2 separate regions of the Oryctolagus cuniculus genome follow, and region 2 is linked to region 1. A link is a contact called in public Hi-C data. All regions are on one chromosome and are shown on one strand. Each heading gives the region's core, a stretch centred on a gene start, on an enhancer-like site or on the middle of the called end of the contact. The rest is flanking DNA. Distances are from core to core; before and after follow the strand shown. Region 1 overlaps WHAMM (WASP homolog associated with actin, golgi membranes and microtubules). Region 2 overlaps C12H15orf40 (chromosome 12 C15orf40 homolog).

Region 1 (4,644 bases), core at 1,407-3,906:
ATGGCCCGGGGCTTACTGGTCCCACTCGCTCTGGCTCTGCTCCGTAGCCACCGTCACCTCCTCCTCCTCCCCGGACTCCAGCTCCTCCTCGGAGTCGGCGGCCACCCTCTTGATTCTCTGCAGCGCGGCCTTGATGCTCTTCTCCAGGTCGCTGGCGGGTTTCTGGCCGGGGCTGGGGCTTGACTCCCGGTGGACTTTCTTCAGTTTGACCCCCTGCCGTATGGCGGCCAGGATGTGCTCGTTGACCGCGGCGCGGGGCGGGGGCCCGGCGGGCACATCCACGCTCCGGAGCGGGGTCCTGCCACGCCTTAGGGAGGCCAGCACTTCGTCCATAGAGCCTGCAACCCAGGAAGCACAGCAGGTGTTAGGATGGAGAGAAAACGAGCTCTCTCCCTCCCGGGCTGCCAGAGCAGTCGCATCAGTTAGCGCCCTGATGTCATAAATAATCACTAATCGCGGCTCTGCTGAAGCCCTGCGTCGGGTCAGCGTTAAGCTCCTGCTCGCGGCCAAGACGGCTTAACAGCTGACATTTTATCTTGGCCACGTGCAACCCAGCGTCTTCAAACCAGAGCCACTTAGAGGGACATCGTGCACAGCCGTCAGAATGCTGCCCTTCGAGGGCCGGAGGCTGTCACCCCTTCCTGCGGTGGAAATCCTCTGAGCCACTGGGCCTGACTTCACTGCGCCCTCCTGTCCCCTCCTGTCCTCTCCTGTTCACTTCCCACTCGGCACACTCTTTTTTTTTTTTTTTTAATGTACCCTGCTGGGTTTAACTTTGCTCTTGGACATCAGCCGGTGATGAGTCACGCTATGCAGAGAAGTGAGAAGATTCCCACACTTGCAGGGCTCAAAGCAGCCTTTGAATCGGGAGCTCAATGAACAGTCTCCTGTGTGCCGCGTGTTTTAATTCCACCTCCGTTGCCCCAGCCCGCTACACGCTCGCTTTTGGAAGGTGTGAAATACGCTGTCAAGACACAAATGAGATCGGAGTTTCAAAGCGCTGGTGAGGAGAAGCTAATTCTCACTCTGCTACCTTGAGACCCCTGAGGGGGTAAGAGCTTTTTAATCACCTGCTGGATACGCGCGAGACCGCTGCCGCTAATTTAGACGTCCTCCGGACAAGGTCTCCAGGGGCGTAACCAGTTCTGGTTCAGGACTGAACGGCCACCTGCCAGCTCCTGCCCATTGGGTTTAGACTGTAACTTACTAAGCTCCCTCCTGGGAGAAGAAAACTCCACAATCGAGGGGGTTTGCCGGGGCAACCCCCTTTCCCATCCCCTTCAGGGCACTGGAGCAGGGTCTGTGAGTGGCACAGGGCTTCCCCAAACTGTGTGCGCAGCCGCAGAGCTGGGCCTGGGGGCCCTTACAGAGACCTGCCCACGTCCAGCTGCACCCCAGGCCACGCGGGCTCTGGCTCTTCACTCTCACACCGTGGTTGCAAACCCTGGGGAACACGGGCCGCCAGCTCTCCACCCAAAACAGTTGTGAGCATTTTTGTCTGTACCCAGTGCTAGGTACAGAGAAACCCCAAACTTAAGTTAACCAGAAAACTCACACGGCCAGTTCTGCAGGTCACTCCCATCAGCTGCCACAGGAACCTTGTGTGTTCCAGACAGGCGTGCTTACATATATATTTTAAAAGCAAATGGGAGGCCAGCACCACAGCTCATTAGGCTAATCCTCCACCTGCGGCGCCAGCACACCGGGTTCTAGTCCCGGCTGCCCCCTTCCAGGCCAGCTCTCTGCTGTGGCCCGGGAGTGCAGTGGAGGATGGCCCAAGTCCTTGGGCCCTGCACCCCATGGGAGACCAGGAGAAGCACCCGGCTCCTGCCTTCGGATCAGCGCGATGCACCGGCCATGGCAGCCATTGGAGGGTGAACCAACAGCAAAGGAAGACCTTTCTCTCTGTCTCTCTCTCTCACTGTCCACTCTGTCTGCCAAAAAAAAAAAAAAAAAAAAAAAAAAGCAAATGGGCAGAGCACTTTGCTAAGACTTCTCTAAAATACAGACCCCAAAGCAGCAGGCCCTGAGTCTGACAGCCTAGTGGGGCTGAGAAACTTCTTCCTGCCAAGGACCCTTGTGATCTTTGTAGCATCCTTCGTGGGCCATACAAAACACTCAACTTGAAAACGAGCTGGCTATAGATGCGCTGAATTTGGAGTCCTGCCTACGATTGCCTTGGTGGGGCCAGACCCAGTAACTTCATGGGTCTTACACGGCCTGTGGGCCACACATTCCCCTCCCCTGCCCCAAGTGTCTTAAACAGTGTCCCCAACGATGTCTGAAGCCATAACTAGAACCATGAGCGACAACCAGAGCCCTCAGCCAGCCTGGAAATATTCACTTGGGTGCGCTGAACTCGCACAGACAAAAAGGGGCCGGGCCACTGCCTTTCAGAAGCCTGCCCGGGCCAAGGCTTCTCAGTGAGCCAGGGGGTCGGGGAGGAGAGCCGGCTAACGTTCCTCCACAGCAGCTTCCAAGAAAGATCCTGCTTCAGGAGCAAGAGTTTAATTCTGTAACGAAGCCCACAGAGATGCAACGGTGAGCTTAAAGCCAAGTGTAAACACACTCAGTGACAGAAACCCAACACATACCAAAGTCTCAAAAAAACCTGAGACAGATGGTTCTTTGACAGCCTCAGACACCGCTCGCAGTGCGTCACTGGGAGCGTGGGGGCGGGGTGCTCGAGCTGGGCTGGCGTCTCCGGCTGCACTCCCTTTGCTCAAGGCAGGCACGCAGAGGACTCTGAGGGCGCAGGGGAGCAGCCGGCGGCCCCTGGGGTGGGAACATGGAGCAGGGACACAGTCCCAGGACATTACCTGGGCCCTGGTGGCTCTCCCAGGCATCACGTGGCCTCTGGGCAGGTTGCTCACACACTAGAGGCAGTGGCTGGTCATCCTGGACTGTAGGCCTGAAGTGTGAACTTGGATGAACTTGAGACCAAGTTGGCAGAGCAGGGAGCGGCGGCGGCGGCGGCGGCGGCGGCGGCGGCGGCGGTGGTGGGGGTGGGGGTGGGGGTGGGGGAAGAGAAAGGGGAGGGTGTTGAGGCGGCGGCAGGGACAAGTCCTCACTGGATGTGGAGGGTGTTTGGGCACCACCTGTCACAAAAACCCGGGCAGGGCCGTTTCCCACACAGTCTTGACACCGGGGGGGCTTCACAGGAGCGCCTTGGGGTGAGAGAGTGCTTCTGGGTTCCCACGGGGATGATGACACGGCGGGTGAGGGTGTCTGTGGGGAGAGGCCAGGGGACGGGTTTGGAGCCCCAGGTTCAGAGCAAGAGGTTCTTGGTACAGGCCGAGCTGGACGTTTCTGGAAATGAAGAAGTGTTGTGAAAAACTCAGCCCAAATGCAAACCATCAGAATGCCCAGGGAGGCTGCCAATCCGTCGACGCGGACGTGGGTCTAGACTGTAATACCCCTCCCACCTGTATCTGAAAGGCTTGCTGGCCAGCTGCGTGCTGAGTCAGGACCGAGCAGACGGGCGATGACAGTGCTGCAGCCCTGTCTCTTCCTCCCTATCACCTCCATGGGTGACCAGCGCCCCCTGGGGACAGGGCCTGAGCGGTCACAGCACACCTCACGGCCCTGCTCTCGTGAAGCGGTCACGTGGCTCCCCTTCCACTCCCCCTGCCGACCCTGACTCCCACCCAGGCCCTGATCCAGCCCGATTAAATCAGGATCCGCAGGGCCTGGGTGGACGGCCTCCGGTCATGGCAGCTACTGCTGGTCCAGGTACAGTGTGACGCTGGCAGCACGGCCCACACAGGACAGTGTTAGCAGGCCGTGCTTCCTCTACTCCAGTCCCGTCGATGACTGTGCCAGGTCTTGTTCCCTCTTTTGGGAGCACCAGTCACCTCGGGTCTTTATGAAGGGGTGGGAGGTGAGAGCAGGTCTGTTCTGGTCAATAAATTCAGTGATATTCTTTAATAGTTCCTATTTACTTTTTTTTTCAGAAAACTTTTTGCTTTTTTTGAATTTGATTAAGACTTACTTACTTATTTGAAAGGCAAAGTGACAGAGAGGGGCGGATCTTCCACCCACTGATTCCCTCCCCAAATGGCTGCAATGGCCAGAGCTGGGCCAGGAGCTTCTTCCAGGTCTCCCATGTGGGTGCAGGGCCCCAAACACTTGGGCCATCTTCTGCATTAGCAGGGAGCTGGATCTGAAGAGAAGCAGCCAGGACTTGAACCCATGCCCACATGGGATGCAGGTGGCACAGGCGCACCGTAACCCACTGTAACACAACGCCGGCCCCCGTTTACTTATAACAGAGCACGTTCATGCACTTAGGTCACAATGCTTCCGTGACAACGTGATAAGGGATTCTTCATCCCAAGTGAAGAAAACGGCCAGCTCAAGTGGACAGCAGCTGAGCCATTTTCCCTATGTAAACCATGGAGGGTGTGGTCCACACCACTTAGGAAGGAGGGGAGAGTAGAACCTGGGCGTGCCATGCGGCAGAAACCATGGTTTGCTTCAGCATGGTTTCTGAGACACTAATCTAGACTTGCTGACTTTTCTCGCTATGCCACGTAGAATGGTATTTTTGTAATTTCATGTTCTGAATGATCTGTTCATAATACTTTATACTTTTCTACTCACTTCCCAGAAAATCTGGGTGATGGGGCCAGTGCTGTGGCCTGG
Region 2 (4,881 bases), core at 2,178-4,677, 170 kb before region 1:
CCTGGGAGCTCTTTCTGTCTCAACTAAAATAGGAAGACAGATCCTATGTAAAGTGGTTTTAGCTGGCTGTGAAGTCACAGCACTCAAATGGGTGGCAGCTTTTTGTTTGGAGTTTTCAGAAATGCGTGACAATAGAGAAAAACAGTTTGTTTCCATGAAAAGTTTATTTTAATAGAAACTTTATATAAAATTACAATATTTGGGCATTTTAAATGATTTTTGTTTTTAACTTAAAAATTACTTGAAACCAGCATGTTGTAAATCTGGATTCCTTGTTCATTTTGAAATTTTTATTGTCATCTCCTTAAAAGGTGGAGTGATGGAGAGAGCAAGGCAGAGACAGAGACAGAGCTCGTCCAGCCGGTTGTTCTCTCCCCAGATGCTGGCACTGGTGGGGACAGGGCCAGAACTCCACCAGTGTCTCCCGTGTGGCTGATAAGGGCCCCAAGCACTTGAGCCATCATGGCTCAGAACGCATTAGCAGGAAGCTGGATTGGAAGTGGAGTATCTGGGATTCAGATTGGCACTCTGTATATGGGATACAGTACGGGGAAATGGGATGCAGATGAAGTGATCGCTTCATCCTCTGTGCCACAAAGCCTGCCCCCATTTTGAAACTGTAATGCCTACCTTTTATCACAGAAATTGGGGGAGGTAAAACCCTGGGGTCTCGTAAACACCTGCAGGCAGGAAGCATCTAAGAGTCTTGGGTTAGATCAGAAGGGGCCGTGAGGAAGTGCGGCCTAAGCCCTCAGCAAAGCCCCTGTGTGACCCCGTGAGGGTGTGTGGCTGCGCTGGGGAGCGCGGAGGTGCGGGGTCTCGTACGTCAGGTTTGAGCGTGTCTGTTCCCTTTCTGTCCAGGGTGGTAAGTCTCGGGAGAAGGTGGTGAAGCTCTTGGCCTCTACAACTCCAGACGAAATCTTGGGGAAATTAAAACGGGAAGCTGAGAAGAAGTAAAAGCAAGAAATGAAAAAGTCATCTGTGAGGAATTTACTGCTAATGATGAACAGACTACTAGACAGGAAAAAATGTTCAGATGCACAGAATGTGGGGAAATGCATGTGTGTGTATTAAATGTAAATAAGCCTCAGAAAAAAGTAGGAAGCTTGAAAGTTGCTGCACACTGAATACAGGTTCAAAACCCCCAAACGACCTGGAACACCTGACTGATTTCACGGCATCACCAGATAACAGCGGGAGAATGTTCCAGAGGACCCGGCTTTGCCCCTTGTGTCCTGTGATGGGCTTCCGGTGCCCGCAAGTGCTCCAGGTCGCAGCGTGCAGGGTGGCACTGGCGGCCGGATGCCCCACCCCTGGCTGAGAGCATCACCCTGGCTGCACGCGGACGTGGAATCTCCGTAGCAAGTCTGGAGCCCTGGGGCCGCCTCAGTCCAGTTTACCAGAGACAGGAAAAACAGGCAGGCACTGCTCTGAACCTGCGCATTTCAGCACGATACTACACGCAAAAATGTGTTTTCACAACAATTTTGAGCATCTTGTGAAAACGAATAATCAAGACCTGCAGCTTCACGTTGACGATTTCTGAGGAGACACTGAATTTCCTGCCTCCTCCATGGTGACCTCGGTCATCGAGCCCGGCAGTTCTTGGGGGTCTCCGAGGACCCCGCAGAGAAACACTAGGACTTGGAAGCGGTTTTCCGTGTGTGTAGGGGCCCATCAGAAGCTCCCTTGCCCTGCTCATCAGCGCTGATGCGCAGTCCTGTGCCTCGTCTGATAAGTGCCCGAGAAAATGTGCTCACGGAGAAGCGCGAGGACAGCATCTGTCAGGCCAGTAGTAAAGACTCTCGACGGTGAAGGAGCTGGAAGCCGCCCACCGGGCACAACTCTACTTTGTTGCTGGGAACCAAGGGCGGGAGACGCTGGATGGCGTGTTCAGGAAGGCAGCACGCAGGAGCGGCAGGCCTTGACTTGGGCTCGCTGCCTTGTCTTACACTGCTGTCCTTGTCTACACCGCTGTGCGATACTGCCCCCAGAGGTGCTTCTTTCTACACCGTCTGGACTCAAGTCACCCACTCTTTCCCCTTACTTTTTAAAGAAAACTTCTAAAAGTTTGTATTTGAAAGAAAGAGTGATAGATCTGCCACCTGCTGGTTCACTCCTCAGATGGCCACAACAGCCTGGGCCCAGAGCCAGGAACTAGCTCCACGTCTCCCACTGGGCGGCAGGAACCCAAGTACTTGAGTCACCCTCTGCTGCCTCCCAGCCACATTAGCACGGAGCTGGACTGGAAGTAAAGATGACACTCAGTCCCAGGCACTCTTACGGGGTGTGGGCCCCCAGACAGCGGCGTAACCAGCTGCGCTAAAGCACTCACCCCTTTCTAATTTCAGTCAAAGCATAGTTACATTTATGGGGTACACTGTAATAGTTTGCTACCTGTACACGATGTGTGCTGATCAGTTCAGAGTGATTCGCATTTCCATCTCGTTAACACTTGTCGGTTCTTTGTGTCTGGAACCCACAGACTCCTCTCTTCTAGTTCTTTGTTAAACACATCCCCACCCTTTCCCCACACTGTCCCAGTGTGTGCCATAAAGATATCGGACTTGGGTTTTCACAGGGTCACAGGTAGGATGCTTTCCCTACAAGTTCCAGAAAAGCCCACCTGGCAAGCAGTAAAGGGGGTTATGAGCTCACACACTGGCGAGGTCCAGAGGCAGGGTGCGCTTAGGTGTTGACACCGCGGCTCAGTGATGTCATGGAGGACCCACTTCCTGCTCTGGCTTCATCCTCGGGTCAGCCGCCCTCTGGAGGCAAAGGGCCAGGGTTCCAGGTTTCACAGACTCCACTCGGGACAGCTCTGGTGTGTCTTTCCCAAAGACTCAGCCTCGTAATTCACACCAGGGCAGAGGATGTGGGATTCCAGGGAAAGCCATGCTACAACACGAGTCCTCAATCAGCGGGAAAGTATGAAGAAAGGAGTGGATGCTGGTTAGCAACTAGCAGTTTCAACTACAATAACCTACTTCATTTAAAATGGCCGTGAGCCGCCATCTGAGGCTCTGGCCCCCGTGGCCACCTTGCGCAGTAAGCTTCGGTCCTAAGCCCATGGCCCAACCACAGGTGTCCGCTCCACCCCCACCCTAACGGGATTCGCTGCTCCTGCTTCCCTGCCCCCTGGCAAACGTATAACAGGACCCACTTCCAGCACGCATGCTCTCTCCCCTCCCCCGGGCCCATCAGGTTTCCCCCACCTGACAGTAAACCTTTCCTCTTTAAAAAAAAAAAGTGACCGTTATCTAACATGGAAACTTTTCCTCAGTTTTTATAAGAAACTGAACAGGATCCTTTAACAGAGTTACATCCCAGTGAGGCTCTGTCATCGAAAGCTTGCAGGAGGTAGGAGCTGGCCCAGAGACAGGAGAACAGAACCTGAGGCGGCCTGCAGCAGTCTGACCACGCCCACACAGCTGCTCCTCACTGGGGATATCATGGCTAACGCCTGGGCACCTGGCCTGCTGCAGGAGTTCAGGCAATACAGCTTTCTTCAGCTGGGCCCTGGTTTTCCTCCGCGAACACAGAGGTAGACCCAGGGTGGAGGACAGAATTCAGACTTCACATGTGCCTCAGGCCGGGTCTCGAGCCTGGGCCAACCCATTCATTTCAAGTGAATACTTTCTCTACTGTGTCTGGAGAGACCTGTTATTACCTGCCTTTGAATGAGATTGGAAGGACACCAGCTGTGGGGACTGGTATGTTCTGTCTGTCATCTGTCACCCCCACCCTAATAACCAGTCCTGCAAAACTGGCTACCAGTTTGTTAGCGTGGTGACTGACTTGCCAGTCCACACTGGCTGTTTGGCCTCCGCTGACAGCTGGCTCCCCCTGTCCTGAAGGCAGGCAGAGATTTTGGCTCCTGCTTCTGGAGGGCCATCCCATACTCCTCGGGATGGAGAGAGTAGAGGATGTAGTGGCACCTCTGTGGTGTTGGAAGTTCCGGAGGGCTAAAATCCACAATGTTGTACTAGGCTAAGCCTCCACTTGTGCTGCCATCATCCCATAAGGATGCCTGTTCGAGTCCGGGCTGCTCCTCTTCCAATCCAGTTGTGCTAATGGTGCGGGAAAGCACATGAGGATTGCCTAAGTGCTTGGGCCCCTGATCCCACGTGGGAGACCAGAGGAGGCTCCTGGCTCCTGACTTCAGATAGGCCCAGCTCCCGCTGTGGTGGCCGTTTGAGTAGTGAACCAGCAGATGGAAGACCTTTCCCTCTCTCTCTCCGTAACTGCCTCTCAGATAAGTAAATAATCTTTAAAAATAAACTACAGTGTTATGCGGTGGTTATCTGCATTGTGGGCTACCAGCATCCCCCTCTGGGATTTGGGTCAGTAGTTCAACAGTAATGCAGAATGCAAGTTTTAGAACCCAACTGGCCTAAAGTGCAAACACTCTTAATGTATTGACTAGAAACCAAGCACTGGAGAAGCTAGTTTCAACTTACACCCAAGAGGTGGCACTGTAATGCAACACACAGAGGCACACACATTTCTCTCTCTCTCGCTCGCTCGCTCTCTATCTATCTGTCTGTCTATCTGAAGGCAGCGTGACAGAGTTCCATCCACTGGTTCCCTCCCCAAATGCCTGCAAACGGTCCAGGCCATCCTGGTCTCCCACATGGGCGCCACACCACACATAATCTGAGCACTGAGCACTAATCTCACACACTGATCCTTGCTGTCAGGCCAGAGTGTTGTCAGCTGAGTGGTCAGGGACCTCCCTTAACTGCAGCTTCCTTCCAGGAGTTCCACATAGAGTGTTTGCAGATGGAATTGAGCTGGGCAGTCGGCAGGGAACTGATCTCTCATCAGGAGGCCAATTCAGTGAATGAGTGAAGAACACCTGCCAGGTAGACAGTGCGGCAG

The links. A called contact is a pair of places that touch in the nucleus more often than the background predicts.
Region 2: a contact with region 1 is called in a Hi-C map of an unstated tissue, with 4 times the contacts expected there. The contact joins two enhancer-like sites. A contact is called at or near these places in 2 of 6 Hi-C or Micro-C datasets (ear pinna and an unstated tissue).

What each region holds. Positions count from the first base shown.
Region 1 is chr12:101,709,208-101,713,851 of mOryCun1.1, reverse strand. It overlaps WHAMM (WASP homolog associated with actin, golgi membranes and microtubules), which reads right to left. Exons shown (of 10, transcript XM_051834239.2): 9 at 2,820-3,309; 10 at 1-338. The coding sequence ends at 13. Among named protein-coding and RNA genes, the nearest start is that of WHAMM, 24 kb to the right of the region's middle. Within about 2 kb of position 2,656, at least 3 of the 8 cell types and tissues checked have an H3K27ac peak or open chromatin away from gene starts, as enhancers often do.
Region 2 is chr12:101,877,682-101,882,562 of mOryCun1.1, reverse strand. C12H15orf40 (chromosome 12 C15orf40 homolog) reads left to right here. Exons shown (of 4, transcript XM_002722994.5): 4 at 862-4,281. The coding sequence ends at 957. Among named protein-coding and RNA genes, the nearest start is that of C12H15orf40, 5.4 kb to the left of the region's middle. Within about 2 kb of position 3,427, at least 1 of the 8 cell types and tissues checked has an H3K27ac peak or open chromatin away from gene starts, as enhancers often do.